Regions from separate parts of the Mus musculus genome. Here region 2 is linked to region 1. Evidence: chromatin contacts called from public Hi-C data. All regions are on one chromosome and are shown on one strand. The core of a region is the stretch at or near the end of the contact, and the rest is flanking DNA. Distances in the headings are between cores, read along the strand shown.

Region 1 (6,508 bases), core at 1,984-4,483:
TTTCCTGTTGTACTTTCATTTTTTTGAGGCAGGGTATGAACGCAGCAGAGAAAAGAAAGAAGACAGATTGGTAGCCGAAGTAAATGTGGATATCAGCAAAGTGACTGTAGTGGGGTCAAACAAATTTAGAAGTTAACAAATGGTAGCTATATTGTTTTTCTGCTATTATAACCACTCCATGGTACCAAGTGGAGAAAATTGTGCCCAGGAGTCAGGAAATTAAGTTCATGCCCTAAATAGTCTAGAGCCGAAAGCAAAAATTTATCTTACTCAACATGAAATTTTTGTCTCTGCAAGAGGTAAATATCATTCTACCTTCTACCTATCATTTCGTTAATCAGCCCTGTAAGCTGGAGTTGGAAACCCACAGATATCAAGTGTACGGGACTTCTAGTCCTTCAATCAGCAGTGGTAGGAGTCAGAAGAAATACGTCAGGCATCTCATGCACTTACTGCCCACTGAACTAATTCTGGTTTCCACTTTGGTTGGTAGTGACCTTGAAAAAAACAAACAAAAAACCCCTCTGATAGCCCAGGACCACTGAAGTGAAAGGAAGGTCAAGTCTCCAAGTCTCCACTGTCTTAAGGTTTTGGAGTCTGCTGCCCTGTGAAAATCTCGAGTTTATTAGAAGATGGTGTCTTTCTTCTTGTCACTACCTTATTATGCGGTGTGTTCTCCCCAAGATCTCAAAGTGTCACCTGTCAAAAGAACTGAGAGATGCTTGAATCTAAGATAGTTTGCTTACTTTTACAAATTAACTCCTCTCTAGAATATATTTATTGTAGGTAAGAAACTTTTAAGATGAGGGATGTCTGCAAACCTGTTTCTGCCTGTTTCATTTACATTTATCATGAAGAGCATTGATTCAGTTGAGACGATGCTGTCTGCTCATGTCAGTCAGCTCAGGACATCATTGGGAAGGAGCTTTCCCTGCAAGGCAAACTGAGACCTCGTGAGTCTCAGCATGCGTGTCATGAGTCTGAATTCACAGAGTCAATTCAGGCTTAAACACCAGCTCTTACAGCTCAGAGCCTCACAGTAGGCATGAGCTCTACCACTGAGCTATGCCCACAACCCTATAGTTTCAAAAGCCACTTATGCCAGAGCATGGGAATATATGCAAAGTTATTCTTTCAAATCTTTTCTTAGTAAATATCAGTCTTCCAGGCTATTGCTTAGCCCCTTTCTCTCTTTCAATATCTTGTCATTATTGTTCCCTACATTCCTTTCTCAAGATGTAGATGTCACTCATAGTCATTCACTTAACATATTAGGTATTATAATGAATATAATAATCTTGCTACCTAGGCATTATTTATAATACTACCTTTGTGGGAGAAGCAAAAAGAAGTCTACCTGTATATCACTCTGGGCCATCTGCCAGATGATACCGTATCTCTTCACTGAGATACGTGCACTCTGACTTTCTTGAGATGCACTGTATAGATTTCCCATGTATAGTCTAATCATAAAAATGATAATCAAATGAAACAGTATGTGTGACAATTAGCTAAATCTAGGGGTCTGCTGAAACAACATGCTTTCCACGGTAAATGCATGCAGTTTTGTCCACCAATTCAAAGCATTTCCTTAAGACAATAGGCAAACACTGAACATGTGATGTATGAATGTGTGAATTTCCACTATCACCACCTTACTAAAGTCCTGACCCAGACTGATGGCAATGCCTTGTGGTCTTGTTCATTGCTGTATCTATTGAGCCTGAAATAGTGCTTGCTGTCGCTAAAGATCCATTAAGTAAAATTTAAATAAAGGAAAAGGAATTCTTTCCACGTCATGAATACCATGCACCTCACACACATGCCAGTGTTTATTATGTGGATTATGAGTTATAAGCCCACTCCCATTCCCTTCAAGTATAAGTGGCATTCTTAAGTTCAGTGCTTTTATTTCAACTGCTTCTTAATTTTGCACTTTTGCGTGATTTTTCCTGACTTTTATTGGCTTATTTAGCATATACCTAAAGTTCGTGAACCTTAAGTGTGCAATTTGGTAAGCATTTGGAAGTGTGTGCCTCTGAGTAATTGATATCATGAAGAACATTCCTATGGCCTGAGAGCTCTCTGTGCCTCTGTGTACTCTTTCTGTCCCTTACTCACCTGCCCACTGGTCTTTCTGTTCCTGTGGTTGGCCTTTCCCAGATTTATATTACACAATTACCCAGTAGAGTCTTTCACCTGACTTTCGAGATCCATCTCTAACAAATAATCTGGGTCACCTCTACCTTGTTTTGATTTGGAGGAGCGATTGTAGAGGAAGCTGTTCGAACTGCAGTTGACTCCAGAGTCTGTGCTTTTAATCATGATGTTATTATGGTTTCAAATCAAAATATTTGTCTTAATACTCTCTGATGTAGCTTTCCTAGTCAAAACTTTTTCTCCAAATGTGTTTGCCACCATGGCATAAATGGCATATAATCTGCCATATTGCCCATTTGTTACTCTTTTAGATCATGCCCTGCCAGTTCATCACCAAATCCCCATTTTCTACATATTTAGTGCATTTGTTATTCTCTTTTTTAAGAAACTATTCCTTCTTTTATGTGTATGAGTGTCTACATGCATGTATGTGCACATGCATGTATATCTAGTGTCCATATAGGCCTGAAGAAGGTTCAAGATATTAGAGCTAAAATTGCAGAGAGTTATGAAATGCCCTCAGCACAGTGTTCTTAGCTCTTGAGCCATTTCTCTGTGCCACCATTTTTCCCTTATAAGGACTTGTCTTAGAACATCTGAACACCCTTGGTACCTCTTTGTGTTCCTTGCATCCTCTGCTGTTGAGATCATCTTCCATTGATTTATAAATCTGAGTCCCTTGTCCTGTGAACCCATCCGAGTCTCTCAAACTCATCTGTGGACCATAATGTATGCTTCTCTTAGAGACCACTGTCACGTGTGGGGGTCAATTCTTCATCTTTTAAACTTCTCACACGTAAAACAACGGGTCTCCGAAAGAAAGCAGCAATGGTATATTATTCCTCTTAGTGCACACTCTGTCGGGGCATGCTCAGACTGAACAAACTACTCTCTCCATCTGTATTTAAAAAGAAGCTTGTTCCTTCTTGCCAGTCCTTGAGAAGACTCTGCTTACATATTGCTTTGTATATGTAGGAAGCTGGCTCAAGGCCCAGTCACAATTGTCTGAGTCAATAGGACTACATCTCAGTGCCTTGGAAAGCACTTGATCCTCACTACACATCACTAGCATTACTAGGTACTTGTTAAGGAAGCTCAGGTACTGAGCTGAGGAAGCAGGTGACTCAGTCTGTGAAGTGCTTGCCCTGTGAACGTGAGGAACTGAGTTTTATCTCTAACACCCATGTTGAACAGCCAGTCACCACAGTCCATGCCTGTAATCCCAACACTGGGAAGGCAGAGGCAAAGGAAATTAGACTGCTCCTCCAGTCTAGCTGGATTGATGAGCTCCTGGCTCAGTGACAGACCCTGTCTCAAGCAATGAAGAAAGTGACCAAGCAAGACAGCTACTCACTTTGATTTCTCACTTCTACATGTTTGCATACACACCAAAAGAATGGTTATTTGTGGGCTGTGTTCTTTGGTGAAGGCACAAAGTATATTAGCAAATCTAGATTGATTACACAACTAAATTTCAAAGGTGATTATGGTTGAGTGTGCATCCTGTCTCTTTGGTTGCCATGGTTGGAACCACATCAAGCTGTTTAGGGCCTTAAACACTAAATTTAGGCCTTCCTTTGAAACCTTACGAAAGCTGTCCCTTTCCTGCTATTTAATTTCCTGTACTTCCTGTATTCATTCTCAAGACTCTTGGCCATGCTCTATTCTTACTGAGCTTTTGCTTGCCAGACCACCACCGCCAACACCACAAACACAACACCACCATCTGACTTAAAAAAGAAAACAACTATTCTTTTGTTTGTTTGTTTGTTTTTTCTTTTTTTTTCTTTTTTTTTTTTTTGGTTTTTTCGAAACAGGGTTTCTCTGTGTAGCCCTGGCTGTCCTGGAACTCACTTTGTAGACCAGGCTGGCCTTGAACTCAGAAATCTACTTGCCTCTGTCTCCCAAGTGCTGGGATTAAAGGCATATGCCACTATGTCCGGCTCAACAACTGTTGTTTTGAGACATGGTCTTATTGCTGCCCAAGCTAGTTTCCAGTTCCTGGGCTCAAGAGACAGACCTAGCCTCAGCCTCCAAAGTCAGAGACTCCAGGCATATACTATCTCTGGCTCCTTCCCTCCTGATTAACTTAGTTTATCTGTCTAATTCTGGTCTTCCAGATATCAGCCTAGGTATCAGTTTCTCAGAGAGAAAGCCCTTCAACTCCCCTCCACGTCCTCTTCTTAAAAGAGTTATCTCTTCTCAGGACTCTCTATTTCTTCAGGGGACTAGCATTCAAAACTGAAGGAAAACCTCATTGTTAAGTGCCATTGTTTCTCCAGTAGATCTACCTACAACACTAGGCCAGGAAAACGCATCTTCTTTTGTTCACTGTGGTATTGCTTTAGTACAGTGTGTGTCGATATGAGACTCTATGTATGTCCCTGGAACAGACAGGCATATAGAGCATATGTTTTAAAAAAGGGATGAGTCTCCACTGCCACCTCATTGCTAAAGTCTTTATTCAGATTGATGGTAATAACTTCTGGTCTGTCTCTTTTCTCACTGGGCCTTCCCTGTGTCTCTTTGTTTCACCCAAGTTGTCTTCTTACAGAAACGTGTTCATGACTCATGGCGCATATGCCTGCCTCCCTCAGTCCCCACAACCAACATGACATCCCATACATCTAAATTCAAATTTAGATCATATTAAAATTCTCTCACCGAAACGAGGAGACACCTTCTACTGAAATCTGAGTCCTCCCGCCTCCCACGCCCTTTTATGTAGCTCTCTTCAGTCTTTGCAGCTTGTACTCTCAGACTTTCCAGACCTGGAACATCGGTGCCAATTAGTAGCTATCAGTGTCTCTGTATCACATGGTTTTGTTCCAATTAATTATTCAGCTCCGAGAGTCTTTCTCTTGTGCTCTTTATCTAAAATTTCCCCTCTAGGATTCCAATTCGGCCTCTTTTCAGAGACTACAGAAGCCGAAAGAAACCCAGATGGCTTCCTTTTGTTTGCAAGGTTTAGATTTTATAATTCTTTAAAAGCAAACACAGAGCAGAGATACAAACTCAGGGATGTATTTCATCTGCTGGATATTGTCCATTGGCATATCCAGATGGACTTTCCTGTCCTACTGTAAGGTTCCAAGGAGCAACCTTTGTGGACATGTCCTTGAGGATCTGCCTTGTTCCCCAGCTTCCTTATTGACTTTAAGAGTCCAATGACCAATGCCGTTTCTAGTTTGGGCAGTTTTTCCTCTTTTTACGTCATAGGACTGGATAGGCATAGCTTGCTGCTTTATTAACCTCTGGGATGTTCTGACATTCTTTAGCTATTTCCTCTAGCCTAGCCCACATCTTTGCTCCTGACTCCTTGGTTACATTCTCTTCAGTTACGCCATTGATTTGAACCTTCCCATTCCTAAGAGAAATGTGGTTAAGTTGTTTAAAGATTAAGGGTAACATGTGACTGCTCTCATCCAAAAATGGTTGCGCTAAGAGTTCTGCTTACCATGTCTGGAAAATGTGTGAGCCCAGCGTGCATTGCAAGTGCAGGAGTCTGCTCACAAAGTGAGGGCGGTGAATGAAGCCTTTTCTATTCTTCCATTAGTCCCTCACACTCTGTAATCTGTGAGGTGACAAGGCCTCTGTCTAGGAGTGACATGAAATTTAGGTATTATTATTATTAGCAAATTTCCAAGCTGTAGGGAAAAGAGGATATCTACTGAAGTGAAATGAAATATTTATGTTTATGATGTCAGATGGGCTGATGACATGTATAAGCATATCAGGAATATGGGAATTTGCAGGATATACGGGTACTTTATTTATCATTGGCTATGTGATGAATGCATCATAGTTTACAGGACAATATCTGTACAGTTGTTACTTCTGAATTATTAATACTGTCTTTGAAGTTGGGAAATTACAGTGAGATAAATTGGATTTGATACCTCTTTAGAAAAAAAAAGCAAAATAAAACACTTAAAGGAAAAAAGTATCCAATGCCCAGCAACTATTTTTGGATCAGTAAGCCCTTTATAAAAGGCAGTTAGTCATGTTCATAACAAAATCGGCAAGCTAATTCGGCCAAGAGTTCCATTGCCAGGTGGTCCATGAGCACACAGAATTATCCAAGGCTTCATCCCTGAGAGCACAGCCCAGTCCCTGGAAACAGAGTGGCAGAAAGAGCTTTTATGTAACTGCCTGTTGCTAAAATAGAGATGTTTATTACATGCAGAGGAAAATCAAAGAGCGATCCAAAGAATGTTTTTATATTTGATTTTATAGTTCCTGTTAAAAGTTCAAGGAAAAGGATGCAAATTGGTTAGTGTTTCTTTTATGGATGGAAGTCTCAGAACAATGAAAATGTTACTCACGGACAGTAAGAACAAACCGAATG
Region 2 (5,877 bases), core at 2,841-5,340, 230 kb before region 1:
TTTTCCTTTCTCTCTGGTTAAAGAAGAGTTAATAAGCTCAGGGGTGGGGGCTCTGAGTTAAAGAGTAAAGAGCCCTAAGAAGTTATACTTCTTTTTCTAATGCCCTGCTGTTATTAGCAGGAGTCAATTGCCAAAAACCATTACCTCTGGCCCTAGAATAGCAAGAGAGAGTTAATTGTCAGGAACCATCAGCATTTGCTGCCCTTGCCTGCTCCCCACCCCGCAAATGACTCTACATCCAATCGTAATTCGCCTGGATGTCAAAGCTGGTCTTTGACAATAAATTCACCTATTTGGTTAGGTTTTCAATACCAGGCATGAGTTTTCTCTTCTTAAGTGGGTCTTACATTCATACAATTAAAAAGCTATTGGTTACCACCAAAGTATGTGTGCCACTATTGCACTCTTAAGGTTATCTTGCTATGCAGGTCATTTGTGTGATTCATAGGAATCATAGCTGGGAAGGACTGTTAATTGTATCTCTATTTTGAAAGCTTGCATGACATCTTCTGGTTCCATGAACGCTAGTCCTCAGCAAGGTTTTCAAGCCACATTCAGCTCAGGGGCTTCTGGGAACTGTGTCTGAGATGTACTTTTTTTCCAGCAACAGGGATTTACCTTCTACCTGTAAGAGCAACCAAGGGCAATGGCAATACCCTTCATTGTTCTGGGAGTCTCTAGATCAACCCTAACCAAAAACCTCAAAACACAACTTCTCATGCTTGATATCTGGGGTTTTATTAGATGGTCTCTGGATCCTGGGGTAGCACTATAAGTCCAGATATGAAGTTTTCATTTATACTGTATATGTATATTTATAAACAGAATTTCAGGTATTATAAGTAGTTTTAGGTAATAAGTAGTATGAGTATTTATGGCTTTTTTACACATTCCCCACTGTCATTTTACCCTCCTTCTTCTGTGTTTATTTCCATCCCCATTTCCAAATTAGAGCCACCCCATTTTTCCCATTTTCCATTTCAGATCATTTGAACCCCACTATCTCCCTCTCTATTCAACCTTTCCCTCCCCTGCTCCCATATTCACAAGGGTCCCTTCTTACTTTCCTGGTTTCTTCAGTTACTCTAGGTAAGTATTCCTATTTAAAGACTCTGAGCTCCAAATGAGAGATGAGATGTGATATTTGTCTTTCAAGGTCTGGGTTACCTCATTCAATATGATCATTTCCAGTTCCATCCATTTACCTTCCTATTTTGTGATTTCATTTTTTTATAGCTAAATAGTAAATGCATGCCACATTTTTAGTATCCATTCATCAGTTGGAGAACATTTAGGCTGCTTCCATTTCCTAGCTATTATGAAAAAAAATGAATCTTACAGTCTTTTTAAGAGAGTCTCTTGCCTCTCTTTAAAAGACTAGGGTTCTAATTTCTAGAATTGACTAATTAATAATTTGTTGCCCTGTCCAAATATTCAAAAACACATTTTCTAGATAGCTAGCTGCATGTCCTACTTTGTATAGTATTAAGTTATTGTAGGGCTACTTACACTAAGAAGTAGCTGCCTATTCTCTGTTACCTTTATAATAATAATAATAATTAATAATAATAATAAAGCTTTGGTGTCCTTTCTGATGGTAGAACAAGACAGAGTGGCCCAATGTCTTAATCCCACTTAGATACAAGACTTGTGCCTACTTGAAACCTCTACTTTAGACAATTATAGAGAAGAGAAACAAATAAATTAATTATGTATTAAACAAAGAAAAATGGGAGTTCCCATACTATATTTATTAAAGATACGTGTTAGATGTTGAGACACATTCTGTCCTTCCCCTATTACATCCTAATCTGAATAGGATTTCATAATGTACTATAGACGCCAGATATGGTTATCTCACCAGCCCTGTATCCAACCCTGAAAGGATCTGGCTCCATTCTTATTTTGAAACTGTTTTACTCTATTTGACCTTTTTCAAATTCAATGCCAGGTGATCTTGGGAGCAGCAAGATCTGACATTGCAAAGACTAATGTCCTGTCATGTTCATTCTGTCTCAGGGCTTTTGTGTCACCGTCATCTCATCCTGTAAGAATGCCTCTGATCTTTTCCATTATTAAGACATCTTCAAAACATGCTAGCTGTAAAAGATTCAATTTCCATTAAAAGCCAAAGGCTTCTCTCCATCGCCTTTGGTAATTTGTACAGTTGGCACTAATTCAGCTCTCTCGATATTCAGCAGAGCCCTTTTGTCTTCTGATAGTTACAAGAAGTGGTGATTAATGCTTGAAAGATGTGTCACACTCTCCCCTTTCTTCAAGATCCTTAATGCAGATAGACTTTGCAGAGGGAGACTGGTAGAATGTGCTAATCGGCTCAAAGATGAATTTCACACATCTCTTCTAGAGTACAGGGCACTACTCAGCTGAGTGCTGAACTCAGTACTTGGAGTTCCTCATACTTGGAGGGCTGGACTCATCATTTGGTATCAGAGTTAATATATAGGTGCCACTCAGACTTTCCCACCTGCCAACAGACCTGTGGGAGGGAAGCTTTTATGTCCAGTGCTTACACCACATTGTTGCACTCACTTTTCTGCTTGTCTGCTTGTCCCAAAGACACCATAGCTTCCTCTAGGCAAAAGCAACACTACAGTGATTATTATAGAAAGGACAAACTATTCAGACCTAAAATAACGTAGTGAATGAATCACAACAGATTGATGGCATAACTCACATCCAAAAGCCAAGAGCCAGAATTACACGGTTTATTTTAAGACGGCAGAAGAGTAAAAAGCAGATTGAAAAGCATACGACATCTCTGCAGCTCGAGCTCTGCAAACAACGATGGCATTTGCAGAGTTCTGCGAGCCTTCTCAAATGTGGTTGCAGTTTTAATGTGTGTTGACATCTTTCTCTGTGTGCAGAATTAGCTGGGAGAACAACATTTTGTGCTTTTTCCTGCTTGCGACAGCATGAGCACATGGAAAGAGCCAGTAACTGAGCAGCCATTCCCCATGGAAGGACACTAAGACAGTTTTGCTTCAGTTTTTACACAGTAGTATTATGAATACATGGGATTGCCTGGGTCACGGATCATTCCAATGACACAGGGAAAAAAAGAAAGCACATTAGGTATTCCTCTTACATCATTCTCTGAAGCAGGGGCAAATGAAACAGATAAATGTAATCATTGGAAAATAATTTTACTGTTATCAAATTAGAGGCATGGTAAATAACTGAGATCAGAACTTCACAGAGGCTCTCAAGGAACTGGAGTTTCACACTATAATTTAGAAAACAATAGAGTGAAAAATTAAAGAGCACTAACATGAAATAAATTTAGGAAGACTGAAAAAGAAACAACATACAAGAACTGTACTGATTAGGAAATGGGCAATTTAAGTTCTTGAGAAGAGTAAATCTCCAGCAAGAATTAATTTGCTTCCTGCTGAGTCCTGCTGGTTTTTCTTCTCTCCTCAATCACTGTTTATTTCATAAAATCAGCATTCACCTATCTCTTTTGATTATTTAATTTTGGGGGGATTTTCTTCTCACAAAGCTGTTAGCACAGCTAAACTCAACTCCGCATGCAATGTGTAAACACATGATAATGGCCTGCAGAAGTGTTGGATTGTTTATTCCACTCTGCAGACCTCATTGTTTAGATGCTGTTTCCCCTCCAGAGAAATCTCTCAGTAGGATTCCTAAAGCGGCTTCTCACTGCCTGCATCTTTCACTGACATTTACCAAATGCCCAGGCTCTCATAGAAAAAAAAAAAAAATCACGAAAGCAATATTCAAACTGTGACAGATTCTTATTTCTAAACAAGAGATGGGTCATGAGCTGTAGCTGACAAAAACGGTGAAAAAAAAAATGTTTTTAAATGAGAATTTCCTCAAACTTCACTATCTCCATCTCTGTGGCTGTCTAAAATTCTGCATTCTCAGGTGGGGACCAGAGGGTTGGTAAAAGCATTCTCTGGTTGAGAGTTACTATTCATTAAAAAAGAAACAATGGGCGCCATCCCAATGGAATTCTCCTGGCAGAATATTCAAATAAAGCATGCTTCAAGTATGGCACAAACCTTTAGAAATAAACAGCTCCGCATCCTCTTAGATGAGTCATGCGGGTTTTCACTTTGTCACAAGGACAAGCATGATGCAGACGGCCTTTCCTTCTCTCTTTATTCAGCTTCTTTACTGTTTTTGATTAGTTACCTCAGCTGAGACTCCTTGCTCGATGCAAAGGCTCCTGGTGGCTTGTCTGAGCCTGGATGTGTCAAGACAGAATATTCCTTCTAAGTCCAAGGCTGAGTTTTCCCACCCTGGCATTTGTCCCCGGAGTTCTAGATGTTGATGGGCAGTTATTTAAAAAGATGATTGTTTTTCTGTGTGATTTAAAATAAAGTTTAGCTTTATTGTGCCCTTTGTAATGGTATTTGTCATCTTATATTTAATAGCAGGCTGTCAGGCTGCTTTATTTTAAACCAAGACAAAAGACTACCATAGGAAAAATACAATCACCAAATCAAATATTCATGCAGATCCTCAGATTGAACTTAATTTATGAGATAACCTCTAAGATTATTAGTGTATTGTGGCCATACTTATGTTTTTCACTCTCATGCTTTGTCACTGTAGAGACATGAAAATGCTATTCATTGTTGCTAGGAGATGGGTGGCTATGGCAACAGCATGGGGCAGAGCCAGATGGAGCGCCTCAAGCTAGTCAGGGTTAGCCTCATTTTTTGATCTCCAAATGACTCCTCTGCAGTCCTGTGAATGAAGAATCAGCCTCTTCAGCTTGTTTCAAAAGATAGGCCACATGGCTTCTCCTCGCGTGTCAGCTGTCCCCATTAACAAGTGTCTTTTGCGTGTTTAACGATGTACTGTGAGGTTGTTGGAAAGGGAAAAGACACTGGATAACAAGGGGATTATCACTGTTTAACTGTGTTCTCATACTGTTATTAATCTAGCACAGATCTGGTGCCATATGTGGCTTGTCATCATTCCATTTAACTCCTGGTGACTCTCGTGGAAGTGCCATTCCAAGAGCAGAGGGGACATATGTTCCTAATTTTGGTTTGCTCATTCCTCAAAGATTTATGGCTATTCTAAAGTCATGAATCATCATCTTTAAGGCACCCTTACATTTCATCAGAATAGACTATCTTCTCTGGATCTTCTTTATGCTGAGTTTTGTGGATTCTGCCTTTAAGCCTAGTACTTGAAAAGTTGTAGCAGAAGGATAACCCCAAGTTCAAGGCCAGCCTATGCAACAAAGTGAAACCTTTCTCTAGTCCTCCCTTCTCAAAAATATCTCATCACACGGCTATACACAGTATGACAAGTTTTTTTTCAAAACCTTGGGGTGTAGTGAACACACACATGTTCCTCTTATAAACAAATAAAAATGTTAACATGTTAAAGTCATTAGTGTTTGAGTAGGTCAGTGTTCTCCAGAGCAGCAGAACCTATAGCTGAATAGTAAAAAGAATGCCTTAAATCAGCTTAGAAGCAGAGAAGCCCACAGTGACTCAGTACTGAAGGCTGGTACACCTGCAATTGGAGTGAATCCCACACTCATGGTCTCACACCAGAAGCCCACAACCCAGCACTCAGTCCCAGAGGCTGGTGCCACAGCAATCCTAACCTGGAGCTGCAAACCTTAAACGTTCCCGGAGAATGGCTAGTCCTTGGTCAGTGATGAAGCCTGGAAATGCTGGTTCTGCGATCCCTGGAGACATCAGCCATGGCTGCAATGGGAAACCCACTTGGTGTCTGAAGGTATGGACAAAGGAGAACAATGTTCCCAGTGCCAGGCTCTCTGTTTATCTAGGCGGCTCCCAGAAGGAACCATTCACACTGGAGTAGGTTTTTTCTCACCCACTGAGAAAATCAGGGCAATCCTTCAGG

The links. Hi-C and Micro-C count contacts between places; a contact is called where the count stands out from the background.
Region 2: a Hi-C map of cortical neurons shows a contact between it and region 1, with 2.4 times the contacts expected there. The contact joins two enhancer-like sites. A contact is called at or near these places in 9 of 484 Hi-C or Micro-C datasets (the C2C12 cell line, bone marrow-derived macrophages, cerebellar granule neurons and 6 more), 5 of 115 datasets of contacts at active chromatin or transcription factors (VIP interneurons, astrocytes, bone marrow-derived dendritic cells and 2 more) and 1 of 9 other capture datasets (adipose tissue).

Annotation. Positions count from the first base shown.
Region 1 is chr1:97,960,621-97,967,128 of GRCm38.p6, reverse strand. The region is part of intron 3 of Pam (peptidylglycine alpha-amidating monooxygenase); the gene reads left to right. Among named protein-coding and RNA genes, the nearest start is that of Gm31771, 53 kb to the right of the region's middle. Within about 2 kb of position 3,233, at least 26 of the 459 cell types and tissues checked have an H3K27ac peak or open chromatin away from gene starts, as enhancers often do. A contact at or near this core is called in VIP interneurons and cortical neurons, where this site is marked.
Region 2 is chr1:98,189,179-98,195,055 of GRCm38.p6, reverse strand. It overlaps Gm29461 (predicted gene 29461), which reads right to left. Exons shown (of 4, transcript NR_151613.1): 4 at 4,358-5,877. Among named protein-coding and RNA genes, the nearest start is that of Gm29461, 18 kb to the right of the region's middle. Within about 2 kb of position 4,090, at least 82 of the 459 cell types and tissues checked have an H3K27ac peak or open chromatin away from gene starts, as enhancers often do. A contact at or near this core is called in VIP interneurons and cortical neurons, where this site is marked.